Linked DNA regions of Rattus norvegicus: region 2 is linked to region 1. Evidence: chromatin contacts called from public Hi-C data. All regions are on one chromosome and are shown on one strand. The core of a region is the stretch at or near the end of the contact, and the rest is flanking DNA. Distances in the headings are between cores, read along the strand shown. Region 1 holds the start of Slc25a30 (solute carrier family 25, member 30). Region 2 has its middle 20 kb from the start of Tpt1.

The links. Hi-C and Micro-C count contacts between places; a contact is called where the count stands out from the background.
Region 2: a Hi-C map of liver shows a contact between it and region 1, with 2.2 times the contacts expected there. The contact joins the enhancer-like site here to the promoter of Slc25a30 in region 1. A contact is called at or near these places in 11 of 12 Hi-C or Micro-C datasets (the A7r5 cell line, Schwann cells, frontal cortex and 6 more).

What each region holds. Positions count from the first base shown.
Region 1 is chr15:57,507,529-57,513,173 of GRCr8, reverse strand. It overlaps Slc25a30 (solute carrier family 25, member 30), which reads left to right and starts at 4,213. Exons shown (of 10, transcript NM_001013187.2): 1 at 4,213-4,274.
Region 2 is chr15:57,543,055-57,548,418 of GRCr8, reverse strand. No RefSeq gene overlaps it. Among named protein-coding and RNA genes, the nearest start is that of Tpt1, 20 kb to the left of the region's middle. Within about 2 kb of position 3,623, at least 2 of the 93 cell types and tissues checked have an H3K27ac peak or open chromatin away from gene starts, as enhancers often do. A contact at or near this core is called in liver, where this site is marked.

The sequences.
Region 1 (5,645 bases), core at 2,964-5,463:
ATCTTGCAGGGTGTGGCCAGCAGTCAGGCTATGTGAACTTGCAAGCATTCCACTTTCACTCTGGGGACAAGCCTGGAGATGACCATAACCCCAAGTGACCCTAAACTGCAGACTTGTGAGACATCTGGAGCTGAAGTACTAATCTAAGTGTTCCTTTCTCTCATCCCCGCCCGCCCATCAGGAAGGTAATTTAGGAGTTAATGACGGTTGGTTACCAACTCCAGGACTTCCTGATAGGAGCCAGGGAGCAGAGCTCAGGAAGGAAGAATGGGAGCGTTAAAAATGCTCTGGAAGGGATGCAAAAATTGAAAATGACAAATATGGTATCAGAAAGATGACAGACACAATCAGTTTCTAACTGATACTACACGTGCTGAAGAAACGGCTCAGTAGTTACGAGCACTGGATGCTCTTCCAGAGGGCCTGGGTTTGATTCCCAGCACCCATACAGCAGCTCACAACCATTTGTAACTCCAATGCCAGGGGATCTGATGCCCTTTTCTGGTTTTCCTGGGTACTGCACAAAGGCAGGGCACACATACATACAGGCAAAGCATTTATGTTTTTTGTTTTTAAGATTTTATTTGGGGTTGGGGATTTAGCTCAGTGGTAGAGCGCTTGCTTAGCAAGTGCAAGGCCCTGAGTTCGATCCCCAGCTCCGAAAAAAAGAAAAAGGAAAAAAGAAAAAAAAAGATTTTATTTATTTTATATAAGTGAGTACCCTGTCACTGTCTTCAGACACACCAGAAGAGGGCATCAGATTGTGTTGCAGTTGGTTGCGAGCCACCATGTGGTTGCTGGGAATTGAACTCAGGACCTCTGGAAGATCAGTCAGTGCTCTTTTTTTTTTTTTTTTTTTCGGATTTGGGGACAGAACCCAGGGCCTTGCGCTTCCTAGGCAAGCGCTCTACCACTGAGCTAAATCCCCAACCCCCAGTCAGTGCTCTTAACTGCTGAGCCATCTCTCCAGCCCCCAGGCAAAGCATTTATACACATAGAATAAAATAGCAAACAAACTGATTCCATAAACCATATGGAAAAGCCTGCTATATGGCTCAGTGGGTAAAGGCACTTGGTGTCAAGCCTGCTGACATAAGTTCGAATCCTACTGCCAACTATGGAAGGAGAGAACTGACTCACCAAGTTTTCCTGTGGGGGATACACATACACACACACACACACACACACACACACACACACACACACACACCATAAGTGAATGTTTAAAAAGGTTTTAAAAAGAAAAACATATTAATTCAAGAACTTTGGAGCACTGCACATTACTTGTATCATCTTTAAAAGATTGTAACGATTAAAACAATTTCAAAGAAGTTGCAAATCTAGAATCTAGAGAGTTTGTTGTTAGTGGTGCTACATATATGTCTCAGCTCTGCTGTTTCTTTTTTTTTTTTTTTTTTTTTTTGGTTCTTTTTTTTGGAGCTGGGGACCGAACCCAGGGCCTTGCGCTTCCTAAGCAAGCGCTCTACCACTGAGCTAAATCCCCAACCCCAAAAATGTGTAGCCCAGGCTGGCCTCGAACTCGTGATCCTCCTGCCTCTGCCTCCTTCAGCAAATCCTACCGGTGTGCGCCACCACAACCGGCTTCTTTTTTTTTTAAAGTATTATTTATCAATGCAACATTTTTTAAAAGATTTATTTATTGTATATGAGTACACTGTAGCTGTCTTCAGACACACCAGAAGAGGGCATCGAATCTCATTACAGATGGTTGTGAGCCACCATGTGGTTGCTGGGATTTGAACTCAGGACCTCAGGAAGAACAGTCGGTGCTCTTAACCACTGAGCCATCTCTCCAGCCCAGCTCTGCTGTTTCTGAGACGGACGAATGGGGCAGTTTTGCCTCAGAGCAGACGGAGCTCAGAGCAAGGTCACTGTTGCTGCGTCCAGCAGGACCGTTATCTTGACAGAAAGAGTTAGTCATAGCAAGCGTCAGTTGCAAACTGTGGATGTCAATTAGGACTGGTGATTGTGCTGAGCTGATTCAGGCAAGGCCATTGCTACTTCAAGGTCAGGTTGTTGCAAACCATGATAAGCCTCAGTTGCAATTATCCCAGTGTGCCTGTGACATTGAACCACAGCCTGCGTAGAACGCCCCATCTCTAGGGTAGGCTGCTTAGAAAGCCACTGTCAAGGTCCATTGTCTCATCTGCCAGGGCTTTTCTGAAGTATACTTTAGTAACTCCACTTTTGCCTTCAGTCTTTGGTGAATTCATTCACAGCCCATGTGTCACTAGCCTGTTAATGCCACTCCTGGCATGAAGTCTTTGTGTAGGGTATAGGACAGAAGAAATAGATAAATGTGTTAATGCTGGTGGAATAAGAGATTTTACTAGTGTCTTAGTCAGGGTTTCTATTCCTGCACAAAACATCATGACCAAGAAGCAAGTCAGGGAGGAAAGGGTTTCTTCAGCTTACACTTCCACATTGCTGTTCATCACCAAAGGAAGTCAGGACTGGAACTCAAGCAGGTCAGGAAGCAGGAGCTGATGCAGAGGCCATGGAGGGATGTTACTTACTGGCTTGCTTCCCCTGGCTTGCTCAGCCTGCTTTCTTATAGAACCTAGGACCACCAGCCCAGGGATGACACCACCCACAATGGGCTGGGTCCTCCCCACTTGATCACTAGTTGAGAGAATGCCTTACATCTTGGTCTCATGAAGGCATTTCCTCAAGGGAAGCTCTTTTCTCTGTAAGAATTTCAGCTTGTGTCAAGTTGACACACAAAACCAACCAGCACAACTAGGTTAGATGAAAGACACAAAGGAAGAGGCTAGAAAGAAGCCTGTGGTAGTTGGGGAGGGTGGTGAGGTGGCTCAGTGGTTAAGAACACTTGTTGCGGGGCTGGGGATTTAGCTCAGTGGTAGAGCGCTTACCTAGGAAGCGCAAGGCCCTGGGTTCGGTCTCCAGCTCCGAAAAAAAGAACCAAAAAAGAACACTTGTTGCTCTTCTGAAGGATTTGGGTTCAGTTCCCAGCACCTACAAAAGCAGCTCATAATCATCTGTACTCCTGTTCTAGGGGATCTGATGCCCTCTTCTGACCTCTGCGGACACCAGACATCCATGTGGTGTCCATAGAGATCATGGAAACACATGCACATGCACACAAAACACTCATAAGTGGAAATAAATAAATCTAAGAACAATTTGAAAACTATCTGTGGTGAGAGGCTTATTGTTTATGAGGTTAACACTGATGGTCAACTTGTCAGATCTATGGGGATACCATATCTAGATTAGGTAATCTCTAGGCATGCCTGTCCAGGATGTTTTTGGGCAGGGAAATTGAAGTGGAAAGACTCACCCTGAATGTGGCCATCACCTTCCATCAGAGCCAGTATACAAGGAGCTCCAAGGGAAAAACCCTTTGCTTGCTTGCTTTAGCCTCTTACTAGTGATCGCCTCTGCCACTGCTTTTAAATTCTTTTGCTGGCACCAGAACCCGGTTTCATTGGCTCTCCAACATGGAGTGAAGGCCAATGGCCCTACAGGGGCCTTTGGCATCAGGTTGGGATGTCCGAGACACCAGGGCTGGTGGACTGGCAGTTGCCAGATTCCTAGCCTTTCCACAGTGCAGGCAGCCATCCTTGGACTGACTATTCAGGCCACAGTATGTAAGGTGGTTAAACAAATCCCCTTTTTATTAAAAGTCATTATATTGGTTTTTTTTCCTAAAGAGAACCCAACTATACTGTCTTATGTTATGTGCTACAATATAACAGGAAACGTGTAGAAGGACGTTATAACAAAACGTTATTGTGAAATGCTAGCTTTGGTCACTCTGGGTTCTCAGTTTTCAGTCATCACATTTCAAATTAGGGTAAAACAGTAAACGCAAGATGATTTCTTTGCGACTGCGGAGGTTCTGGAAGACACAGAGAAGCCCCTCTGGAGAAGAGTCATTCGGCTCTATGGCTTCCCGGTTTCTCCTTCACAGACTGAAGACTGTGGGGAATAGCGAGCAGCCCGCAGCTCGGTTCCCAGCAGTGAACCTGAGAACCCCAGTCTGGCTGCTTCTGGGGCCCGCTCTTCCTGGGTCGGATCGGCAAAGGCCGGAGGCGTGGCCTTGAGGGAGCCGGTGTCGGCAGTGACCAATGAGAATGTGCTGTGGGCGTGTTTGGCCGAGGAGCGGGCGGAGACGTACCCGGCCTGGGGCGCGCCCTCCGCTCGGCGGCCTTTTCTTCCGCTCCCGCACGGAGGTGCTCCCAGGCGGCTGCACTGGCTCGGAGGAGTAGCAGGAGGAGCTCCGCCGCAGGGTGAGTTCCCGGCCGCACTGCTGCCTCATGGACCCAGCCAGAGAACCGCTGCGGCGGGTTTGCTCTGGGCTGAAGTGCCCCAGGGTTCGCGGGCTTCGGGTGGGTACGAGGCTCCGGGGCTCGGGCTCGCTCCGGGATCCGGGCTCGCTCCGGGATTCGGGTGGTTCTGAGGGAGCCGTGGAGGATAGCTGAGGGCCGTCCGGGAGGCTCAAGGATTGAACCTTTTGCTGCGGCACTTCCTCCCACCGGTGTGCGCCCCTCCCATCCGTGGGCAGAGACAGTGCGGCTTCAGCACCCGCGAGCTCAGTACCCGGGATAGGGGCCTTCACCCATTGAATTGCTGATGGAGGGCTGGAGATGCAGCTCAGTGGTTGAGCTATTTAGCGTTTGCAGGGTCCCTGGTTCAATCATCAGCGTAGCTAAACAGACGGATAATAAACAATTTCCATTTTCTTTAAGGCAGGGTCGCGCGCGCGTGCGTACACACACACACACACACACACACACACACACACACACACACGCTCACGCTCGTGGAACAAGTCAGGTTGCTGCTTGCGAGTTCGCAAGAACCTGTCAAATGAATTGCTCTAGAAGTTAACGTGCTAATGCGTTTTAAAGTCTCTCTGGGTGTAATTTCAGGCAAAACACTCGTAATAGTCAGGATTGTTCTTGCCTAAGAATAGCAAAGCAATGCTAGAACGCCCTTGCAGATTCTACATTCGGAGATGTGTTAGTGTAAAGTTGAGATTACATGGATTTAGATCTTAGCATTGTCGATGCCAACTTTTGTAACATGGGCTCAGTTATCTCGTGAAAGAGTGGTACCATTTCTAAAATGTTTTTAAACGCCATATTTCATCCATATGTGCTGAGTTTGTTTTTTTTCTGTACACCTAAAACAAAAGATTTATCCAGTCTTATTTATGTGTCAGTGAGTGAGGTTTATACGCACCACACGTGTGCAAAGTACCCTTGGAAGTCAGAAAGCATCAGATCCTCTGAAACTGGAGTTATAAGCAGGTTCTGAGCCACTTGGTGTGGATACTGGGAATCAAATCCTAGTCCTCTGGAAGAGCAGCCAGTACTCAACTGCTGAGCCATCTCTCGGCCTCTCACTGTGTGCTTTTAGAACAGAATAGGGAATAGGAAAGGCTTATGAGAAGACAGTGTAACTGAGGAGAGATTTATGAGAACACAGAAGGGAGTAGTTTGTGATTACTGTTTAAGACTGTAGACTGGGGGTTGGGGATTTAGCTCAGTGGTAGAGCGCTTGCCTAGCAAGCGCAAGGCCCTGGGTTCAGTCCCCAGCTCCGAAAAAAAGAAAAAAGAAAAAAAAAAAAAAAGACTGTAGACTGGGGCTGGAGAGAT
Region 2 (5,364 bases), core at 2,374-4,873, 36 kb before region 1:
TGCCCAGTTCTGTTCTTCACTGGTCTTCCTCAACCTACTTCCTCTCTCCTGGCTCAGCAGGGAACTGTCTGAGCGGCTCTGCCACAGCCCTCATCCTGTAAGTTCTCGGGTTTCTAGTCCCAATGAAATTAGAGCTCCTTCCTATTGGGTAAAGGGCTATCTCTAGCTCACACCCATTTCCTATCGGGTAAAGGGCTATCTCTAGCTCACACCCAGGCCTCCCTCTTCTGTGAATTAAATGATGCCAGGGGAGCTTTCCAGTCATATCTGAGCCGAAGTTTCCCCTTCAAAGACTTCTCCAGGACTAGGGAAGTATCCTAGTAGGGACACTTACAGTAGGGAAGTGTCTTTAGTTTCAGGACCAGACTCTTTCCTTTAGGACTCAGTTAAATGACCCTTGCCCTCACACATCTCCCTAGACACTGTCTGGAAGAGAATCTGGCCCAGTTTGTTCCTTTCATTCATGTGTCTAATAAGCCTTGTGCTGGGTAGTCTTATGTCAACTGGACACAAGCTAAAGTCAACTGTAGAGGAAGGAACCTCAATTAAGAAAATGCCTCCATAAAATAGGGCTACAAGGAAGCCTGTAGGGCATTTTCTTAATTAGTCGTTGATGGGGGAGGGCCCAGCCCATTGCAGATTGGGGCTGGCCCTGGGCAGGTTCTATGAGAAAGCAGGCTGAGCAAGCCATAGGAGCAAGCCAGTAAGCAGCACCCCTCCATGATCTCTGCATCAGCTCCTGCCTCCAAGTTCCTGCCCTGTTGGAGTTCCTGTCCTGACTTCCTTCAATGATGAGCAACAATGTGGAAGTGTAAGGCAAACAAACCCTTTCATCCCCAAGATGCTTTGGTCATGGTGTTTCATCACAGCAACAGTAACCCTAGACATTGCCTGGAAGAGAATCTGGCCCAGTTTGTTCCTTTCTGTCGTATGCTTGCCCGACTGTGAGTCAAGCATTTGGATCATAATTATTAGGTCTTTGAACTTTAGGAAGTTACAACAGAAATACAGTGCCAGAGTCTATAAAATCTTCCTACACAGGCTACCGGTTTGATCTTCCTCTCTACTAGGGAAGATGTGGAATGGGTCAGGAGGTTAAGAGGTCACTATGATGTTGCTTGCTTAGAAAAGGGTCACACTTATTCTGGGAAGAACTGGGTCTAACCCAAGCCTTTGACTCTGATTTTATCCCTCTGCAATTTTAACTGGAATATGGAGCTTGGACTGTCACTCCCATGAGCAGAGACAGGGATTGAATCTTTAGGCTGTGTTTCATTCAGAGAGCCAGGAAGAGAAGAGGGCAGTGGGTTAATCTCCCCCAACCCGTGTGTGTGCCTGTGTGTGTGTGTGTAGATGTCAGAGGTCTTCTTGGCTTGCTTTCTACCTCATTTTTAGATTGTATTTTATGTATGACTGCTTTCCCTGTATATTTGTGCACCACATGCATGCCTGCTGCCCATGCAGATGAGAAGAGGGCAGGATACCTTGAAACTGGAGTTAGAGATGGCTGTGAACTACCATGTGGGTGCAGGGAACCGAACCAAGTCCCCTAAGAACAAAATAAAACCCCTAAATTTGAAAATTACTCTTAACCACTGAGACATCTCTTTCCTTCATCTATGTATCTATGTATCTATCTATGTATCTATCTATGTATCTATCTATGTATCTATGTATGTATGTATGTATGTATGTATCTATCTATCTATCTATCTATCTATCTATCTATCTATCTATCTATCTATCTATCTGTCTTTGAGAACTCACTGAACCTGTAGCTCACCAATTGACTAGATAAGCTGGCCAGCAAACTCCAGCTCCTCCTGCCCCTGCCTCCTGGCACTGGGGTTATAGATGCACAGTGCTGTGCCCAGCTGGGGGTTTGTACTTAGGCACTGATGCATATGTGGCAAACACTTTCCCCCTTGAGCCTGAAATGAACTTCTTTACAAAACAACCTGCCAACCAGCAGACTTTATGTGTGTGTGTATGTGTGCATGTGTCTGTGTGAGCATGTATCTATGTGTGTGTGCACATGAGTGTGCTGGTGTGTGTGTGTGTGCATGTATCTCTGTGAGTGTGTATCTCTGTATGTACATATGTGCATGTATCTGTGTGGGTGTGTATCTGTGTGCATGGGTGTACATGTGTGTACCTGTATGTGTCTGTGTGGTGGGTGGACAACAATGGATGACATTGTGAGTCACTTCAGAGGTCAGTCTTGCCCTTCCATTCGGGTAGTCCATCACATTTTGAGACTTGTGGTGTTTCTCTTCATACATCTCTTGCACACTTCATTAATTCTCTGGATATTTGGACTTACAGACTTCTTGCCGTGTCTTGGTTTTGTCTAGAAATATGAGCCCCATATTCCTCCTCTGGGCTAGGGTAAGAGTGACTTGGGGCCAGGTCTTTAATCACAGCACTTTAGAGGCTGAGGCAGGTGGATCTCTGTGAGTTTGAAGCCATCCTGGTCTGTGTATTAAGTGAGTTCCAAATAGCTAGGGCTATGTAGAGAGATGCTGTCTCAAAAAAAGATAAAAGAAAGAAAAAAAAAGAGAGGGAAAAGATATGAACTTGGAACACATGAACCATTAAGCCAGTATTGAGCTGCTAAGGAAAGTTTCCACTCTAAAACAATTAATTATTCGTTATGTCCATAGAATTTTGCCTGCATGTATGTCTGTGTACCAACCACATGCATATCTGGTACCCGTGGAGGCCAGAAGAGGGTGCTGGACCTTCTGGGACTGGAATTACAAATAACTGTGCTCTCATGTGGGTCCTTTGGGAGAGAATTTAGTTTGTCTGTCTGTGAGTGATGCTCTGGCACTAGTACAACTCTGTTCAAATTTCAAAGTTCTCTTAATATTGATCAGCTGCTGGCGGTATAAGCAAAAAGTGGCTTAAAACAAAAGGCTTGTGTTTAGTGGAATAATCACCCGTGTCTATATTACGTAGGAATCAAAAGCAATAGTTTCCCTCCATCTGTGGGAATTAGGGTTGCTCAGCGGCAGATCTCGAAGAGCCTCCAGTCTACTTCTGGCCACCCCACAAATCTATTGTCTTCCCCAAAGGGAAGCAAAAACTGCAGTCTCACCCAGCCTAGAATTCCACAAAATCCCAGGAGTTACAGAATGTTACATTCCAGTAAGACAACAAGGCTTCAGTGACCTCCAATAAAAATGATCTTGTATAAGCAAGAAAAGATGCGGCTGAAAATACATGAGAAGCAAAAAGGTCTGTTACCCCGGTAACTGTTGTTTGGATGGAAAATTATCTGCTTCCTTAAAGAGCTGGGAGAGTTAGAAACAGTGTGTGTGTGTGTGTGTGTGTGTGTGTGTCTGTCTGTCTGTCTGTCTGTGTGTCTGTGTGTCTGTCTATCTGTGTCTATGTAGCCCCGACTGTCCTGGAACTCACCAGGCTGGCCCTGAACTTAGAGATCTGACTCTGCCCCTCTGCCGCCCAAGTTCTTGGATGCACTATAACCACTCCATCTCAGAACAGCGTTTGAAAACCAGAAGCCAAACCAGCTTTAACCTGAGAACCTAACCAGACAGAACAGCATCTCAATTAGTTGCAAGAAAGTGACAGAGCCAGGGCCGGGAGAGGGAAGTCCACAGTACATCCACGTGACTTCCCCACAATGCAAGGGAAGACTCTTGGCAGCACTTGGACATCTCCTAAGCCTGTGGCCCTCGGTAAGGCAGCCATTGTGATTCTTCATTAATTACAGCCTACCGGGGAGTCCCCACCTGTCCTGGCAGAGCGCCTGGAATGTCACAGGACTACTGGAAATCAAATCATGTGTGTCACTACTACAACAGCCAATGAACGCAGGCGGCCCTTTTGCATTTATTCATCAACGGCTAAACAAATCCCGGCGGTCCATTTATCTCCCGACAGTACGCTTATCTGCTTTGTGGTTCCAGAGGTATGGTAGTCTCGAATGCTGGAGCAGAGGTAGCAGGGAGCAGGCTGATGGAGCAGCAGGAAGGAGCTTCCATCTCAAACAGGAAACAGGGTGGAGCTCACATCTCAAACAGGAAGCAGAGGGTGCCCATTGGAAGTGTTGCGTGGCTTTTGAAACCTCAAAGCCCACCCCCAATGACATACTTCTTTTTTTTTCCGGAGCTGGGGACCGAACCCAGGGCCTTGCACTTCCTAGGCAAGCGCTCTACCACTGAGCTAAATCCCCAACCCCATGACATACTTCTTTAGCAAGGCCACACCTCCTCTGCCCACCCAAACAGTGTCACTGCCTGGGAGTATTCAGATGCCTGGTAACACAGGGCAGATCTCATTCAAACCACCATCATGGTAGAGGGGGGTGGGTGTAGGTGTTAGAAAAAGGACCCAATGGGCACCAGAAGTGAAAAAACATCTGGAGACATTCTAGAAGAGCTGATATTTGGAGAAGGGGTGAGAGCCCCCCTGTTTTTAAGATCAAAAGGGGCATATGACCGATGCGGTTGCTGGGAGTATTGGTAATATGAAAAGAGTTGAGGGGGTTGGGGATTTAGCTCAGTGGCAGAGCGCTTGCCTAGCAAGCACAAGACCCTGGGTTCAGTCCCCAGCTCCGGAAAAAAAAAAAAAAAAAAGAGTTGAAAATGATGGTGGTAAAGGTCCCCAGTTTGCTGGAAGGTGAGTGAAGATGCAGGAAGTGAGGTAGCATCAGGTAAAGCACACTATGGCACAGCCTGGGGTTACGGTGACTTGTTCTTAAAGGGTCAAGTTTGTTCCTTGGTGAGTCTGTGTTAAGAGCACGGTGGAGTGGGGATGGGTGAGTGGGAGGGGGAGAACCTTTGTGGAGGTGGGGGGAGGGGAATGGGATGGGGGCTTCTGGGAGGAGAGGCTAGCAAGGGGGTTAGCATTTGAGATGTAGACACATAGAATATCCAATAAAAGAAAAAAAGGAAGAAGAGGGGAGAGAAGTGGTAGATCCTTTAGGAGGTGGGACAAAGAAGCCATTAAGTCGCAAAGCATCACCTGGGGAGGGGATCAAGGTAGCTTCTGTGGGACCCAGAGTTAGTTCTTAGAAGTGTTTTTTTGTTTTTTTGTTTTTTCTTTTTTTCTTTTTCTTTCTTTTTTTTTTTTTTTTTTTCGGAGCTGGGGACCGAACCCAGGGCCTTGCACTTGCTAGGCAAGCGCTCTACCACTGAGCTAAATCCCCAACCCCTAGAAGTGTTTTTATAAAAACAAGACTAGTTAGGGTTGGGGTGGCGAACACCTTTAATTTCAGTACTTGGGAGGAAGAGAAAAGCAGATCTCCATGAGTTAGGGGGAGTCTGGTCCACAGAACAATTTCTAGGACAACCAGGGCCACACGGTATCAAACAAACAAACAAGCAAGAAAGAAAGAGC